Regions from separate parts of the Gossypium arboreum genome. Here region 1 is linked to region 2. Evidence: chromatin contacts called from public Hi-C data. All regions are on one chromosome and are shown on one strand. Each heading gives the region's core, a stretch centred on a gene start, on an enhancer-like site or on the middle of the called end of the contact. The rest is flanking DNA. Distances are from core to core; before and after follow the strand shown. Region 1 holds the start of LOC108484607 (aquaporin TIP4-1). Region 2 holds the start of LOC108484156 (protein tesmin/TSO1-like CXC 6).

Region 1 (2,849 bases), core at 32-2,531, 240 kb after region 2:
AAAATGTTAAATTTCTAATAAATATTCATGAAATTCAAGATTATAAATCAATCAATTTTAATTTCTTCAAAGATTTACGTTAATAAACCTCTAAAATAATTACTCAACCAAGACGCTAGAAATCTCATACAAAATCAATATTTCAAAATCCTTCAATAAATAAAAAACTAAATCTTACATAAAATTCTAATTTATCACAAGAAAAGCCATAATCCTACTTTTCTTGAGATTAATCAATAAAGCTTGGAAAGAAAAGAATTTTTTTATATAATTAGGAGGCTCACTTGAAAGTATTGAAAGATTAATCATCATATTGTAGAAATTCTATAGAATATATATGAAAGGATGAGAGAATTTAAAAAAAAAGTGATGAGTGTAGAAAGAAAATTAAAGGATTAGGGATTTTGAATTTTCGTAGCGGAGAGAAATTAATTTATCTTTATATAAAATAATTTCATTTCAAAAATTTTGGTGGATCATTTTTAAATTTGGGTGAACTACATCATCAGTCATTAAACTATGAGTAAGTTTTTATTTTGGTCAGTTAATTAAAAAAGTTAAAATTTGGTCACTGAGCTATTCAAAATTTTTCATTTAAGTTACTAAACTATTTAAAAGTTTTTATTTAAATAACTAGGCTGTTAAGTTTTTTTTTTTAAAATGTTCCGTTAGTGATCTCTAAGCGACAATTCGACGATCGGTACGATAAATTAGTACCCATTGATGAGTAGAACAAACCTTAGATTTAAGTCGATTTGATGGTCAGTGAAGGAGATCGGAGAAAAAAGATATTTGAATTTTGGTTTACAGATTCGTGATGTCCAAATTTGTTTTATGAAAAAAATATTAAACTGTAGAAGAGGAAGGGAAAGTGGGCTTTTGATTGGTGTAGGTACGTAATGCGAACAAAGAAAGCCATATAGAATCGATTTTAATAGTCTAGTAACTTAAATGAAAACTTTTGAATAGTTTAGTGATTAAATTGTAACTTTTTTTTAGTTAAGTAACCAAAATAAAAACTTACCCATAATTTAATGACCAATGGTGTAGTTTACCCTTAGATTTTTGTGGACTCTTTTTCAGAGTTTGTTTGGATCAATTCACTAATTAAAAAATATATATACTTTTTTTTACATTTTGTTTGTAATCCTAATATTTTGAAGACTCAACTAAAAGTCTAAAATGTGTTGAAGTTTAGGATTAATTTGAAATATGTTATAGATTGAGGACTTGGGACACAATTAACCCTAAACAAAATAGTCGAACCATGAGGCTTACGCTTATATACATCGTCCATCTCATCGAGCCAAGTACAGTAAAGTGAGCTACCAATTATCTTAAAGCCTGCCATATAATCATATAACCAGGCTCCGTCGTGGTACTCTCCGGCCACCACAATGCCGAAAATTGCCTTGGGAACAAGCCTAGAGGCTGCTCAGCCTGACTGCATCAAAGCTCTTGTCGTCGAGTTTATCACCACTTTCCTTTTCGTCTTCGTTGGAGTAGGAGCTGCCATGGCTGCCGGTAATTTCCAGTTATTCATTAACTTGATTTCCATCATTTTCATGGATCATCGTACTTTTTTTTTTTACATGTTTTTGTGATTGTGAACAGATGAGTCGGGGGCAAATGCGCTGGTGGGATTGTTTGCTGTGGCGGTGGCTCATGCCCTTGTCGTCGGCGTTATGATATCGGCCGGACACATATCAGGCGGCCATCTTAACCCAGCCGTCACGCTTGGGTTGCTATTCGGTGGTCACATCACGGTGGTCCGTGCGATCCTCTACTGGATCGATCAGTTGTTGGCATCTTCAGCTGCTTGTATACTTCTCAAGTATCTCACTGGAGGATTGGTAAGAAATAGAGCTATGAATACAGTGAATTGGGTTGGATCCATATTAGATGAATTCGGGTTTGAAATTTATGGGATCGTTTCAGATTGACATCATTTAGTAGTTGGATCATTTCATGGTTCTAAGTGAAGACGATTTTGATTTTGATTTTGATTTTTCAACGAATTGAATTGGAATTAATGTAATTAAATTTCGGATGAACAACTTTGTTTTTGCAGAACACTCCGGTTCACACATTAGCAAGTGGAATGGGGTTCCTTCAAGGTGTTATATGGGAGATTATTCTCACATTCGCATTGCTGTTCACAGTGTATGCCACCATAGTAGACCCCAAGAAAGGTTCCATCGATGGGCTAGGTCCAATGCTCACTGGCTTCGTCGTTGGGGCCAACATCTTAGCCGGTGGAGCTTTCTCGGGTGCTTCAATGAACCCGGCTCGGTCATTCGGACCGGCTCTAGTGAGCTGGAACTGGACCGATCACTGGGTTTACTGGGTGGGACCCCTAATCGGAGGTGGCCTTGCTGGCTACATATATGAGAACTTCTTCATCGTCAGAACCCATGTTCTCCTTCCCCAGAATGAAGCCTTTTAAGCTTTTAATTTCAGTAACATTAGAATAGCCGCTTTCTCTCTCTCTTGTCTGTCTATGTATCAACTTTCAAGTGTGTTTGCTTCCTCCACTTATAGAGAGCTTCATCTATTTTGTATATTTTCTTTACATTATCTATTTTGTTAATTAAATAAGATTTTCATTTTGTTGTTCCCTAAACAAATTTATTGTCAATCAAATTGAGAATTGCTCCGATTTGAAGAGTTTGGATGATGTTCATAAAAATATAAGTTAAATAATCACGGTCACTCAAACTCTATCGGATTGTTTATAATTAATTAAAATTTTATGATTAGAAATACATATTTTATATTTAAAATAATTAAAATAACTTAAAATTTCTATATAAAAATGTTTTTCCACAAAAAAATATGGTTTAAGAGTT
Region 2 (2,940 bases), core at 170-2,669:
GATGCAATTTGAAAAATCACTCTTGTTAGGACAATGCTTCCTAAAAATAGTAAAAGTTAGGCATTTTGCTTAGTTCCACAAAAGATTAACATCACAAACACCATGTAGCACTTTATACTTATGACTTACTGATCGAGCATGTAACTAGAAAGATGAGATAGAATTTAAATATGTGTTAATAAACTTACAACTTCAAGCACCGAGAATTCTTGCAATTGCACTGCTTTTGTTTCTTTGGAGTCCCATCTTTTGCATCAGCATGCACTCTTGGCCTGGACCTTGGGGACTCCTGCTTGCTGGACAAACGTATATATCACAAAGAGTTAAAAACAACATCATGCAACAAGCATATTTCTAGTTACACACAATGTTCTCACTGTTCTACTATCAATAGTGTCAAAAATATTCCAAAGAGGTCTCTTTAAACAGAAAAGGCCGAAGAACCAAAGAACTTACATTGATATTAGAAGTTAAGTTGTTGCTTATTTATAAGACAAGAACAAATAATTGGATTCTAAAATTAGAATATACATACATACATACATACATACATACATACATACATACATACATATATGTCACGAAGAAGAAATGAATCTGCTTAAGGATCAACATAAATACGCTTATTTTCAAAACTAAGATCAACATAAATACGCTTATTTTCAAAACTAAGTAAAATTTTATGGTATAAAAACGTGATAATTATTTTCTAACAAATATAGAAAGGACATTAATAATCTAGAGGACACCAGAAGATTGCATGAAAAGCTACCTCAATTGATACGTTTGCGGCGGAAGCTCCTGAACCGGATGAGGCACCCGTTGCATGACGGTAACTGGCTGTGACGGAGGAGGCGGGGGCCGTATTTGAACTAGTGGCACCGGCGGGGACTGAGGCGACTGCACAGTTTGCGGCTGTAAACACAACCGCAATTGGAGTTCCTGCGGTTGCTGCTGAGACTTTGTCGGCAAAGGCGTTTGCGATTGCCATTGCGGTTGAGGCTGCGACTGCAATTGCATCGGATGATCAGGTAACGCCGCATTTCCCGACGCGCGACACCCCGCCGTGAAATCTAATTGCCTCGCCAATTTCTTCGGTGTGAAATCCGAAACCGTTTCTCCTTGCCCAATCATTCAAACTTCATATAAAAAATTATAAATAAATAAACTGACACTGAATTAAATCGAAATTCAAAAGAAAAAAATAAATCGCAGAGCTATGAATTTTCTTTTGATTTTACCATTCAAAATTCCGTTAACCAAAAAAATAAAGTCAAAGGAAAGATTTTGGAGAACTTGAGAGAGCTAAGCCGCCATAGCTAGAGCATTTGTACGGAAGTGTAAGCTTTTTTTTTTTTTTTTTTCTTCAGTCCCACTTTTCACTATCACTGCCTCAAAATCAAAATCTTTCAATTTGAATTTTTTAAAATAATGGACGGTTAGATTTGTTTCAGACTTAATCAAACGGGTGAAATTGAAAATTTTCTATCGACTGATGAGATTTGGGAGAAGAGTCAGGGTTGAATAATAGCCGTTGGATTACGATATGTTTAGGGCTATTTTCTGGGAAAGTAAAAGGGAGTGGAATTTGGCGCTAATGGAGTCCGAAAGCGATTGAATTCTTGTATTTTTCTTCACACGTGTACGGACAGGATTCGTTTGTGATCTAAAATGGACGGAAGATATTCTTCTAAAAGCCTGCAGAAGCAAACGCTATCGCTTTGACCGATTTATGAGGGACCCTCAGATAATTTAAAATTTGGGACTAAAGATATTTACTTCTTGAAATTGAATTCCTATTTCCTGAACTTTCTAAAAAGTATACATTAAAATTCCAAACTCGACTTCCATTTTGGAATTTTTAAAAAATAAAGAGATTAAAATTTTAAAAATAAAAATATATAGAATTTGTTTTAATAAAATATATATATGTATAGAATTTAAATCCAAAGTCAAGGGAGATATAGGACATATTTTAACCTATAAATAATTAAAATTTATTATTAAAAACTAAAGTAAAATTAATTTTATGTAAGTCCAGAAAATATAATATTTAAAAAAATCAGGAATATATATATATATATATATATATATATAGATACTAAAGCAACAAATAAGTAGTGAACGTTGTTGGAACCATTCCTCCACAGTCAACTTCAAATTGACGAAACCAATATATTACTTAAAAAGATAATCTAGAAAATTTTCATTTTTTCAGCAGGTTGGGCATGCGTTCTAAAAGCTAAGTCAACAGTTAAAATGTGAAAAATTATTTTAAATACGTTAATTAAAAAAACAAAAATTCAGAAAATTTTCAGATACTATAAGAAATGTTAAAAAATTTAATTGGCGTCAACCAAAATAGCTCCATACCTATCAAACATTGACCCGATTAGGGGTTATTTTAAGGCTTCGTTTGTTTGGGCGATTGACTGTGGTGCGGTGCGTTTAACTTACTTTTTGTCTCACGCTACAGTATCGCTACAGTATTTAATCTCACCGCTACCACTGTTTTTACACGAACCGCAGCTAAACACACCGTCCATCCAAACTCACCTTAAATATAAAGGATAAATTAACACTTGTTCTTTTATAATCAAACATAATGAACAAGAAAATAAAAGAGAAGAGAGCAAAATATAACTTACTTTTATTAATCAATTAAAATATTTACAATATTTTTTAATGTCTATTTTATAAACATAAGAAATACAAACGAAATTAAACTATACTTCTAATGAATATTAAAATTATAAAGTAAACTAAACTTATCTTAATTTTAATAGACATTTATCTAATAATAAAATATTTATAACAAAAGTAAAAGGACGTTTAATTATTAAATAACTCAATTATCTTATACATAATTAAGCATTTTGACTTTGATTACATCATGATGGTGTTGTTTAGGTTCAAACCAATGTTCTATTATCCAAATCC

Evidence for each region. Hi-C and Micro-C count contacts between places; a contact is called where the count stands out from the background.
Region 1: a Hi-C map of leaf shows a contact between it and region 2, with 2.2 times the contacts expected there. The contact joins the promoter of LOC108484607 here to the promoter of LOC108484156 in region 2. A contact is called at or near these places in 2 of 5 Hi-C or Micro-C datasets (both in leaf).

Annotation. Positions count from the first base shown.
Region 1 is chr6:106,773,895-106,776,743 of ASM2569848v2, forward strand. LOC108484607 (aquaporin TIP4-1) reads left to right here and starts at 1,282. Exons shown (of 3, transcript XM_017788459.2): 1 at 1,282-1,524; 2 at 1,615-1,853; 3 at 2,072-2,627. The coding sequence starts at 1,398. The coding sequence ends at 2,446.
Region 2 is chr6:106,534,830-106,537,769 of ASM2569848v2, forward strand. LOC108484156 (protein tesmin/TSO1-like CXC 6) reads right to left here and starts at 1,420. Exons shown (of 9, transcript XM_017787844.2): 1 at 1,242-1,420; 2 at 773-1,139; 3 at 189-296. The coding sequence starts at 1,134.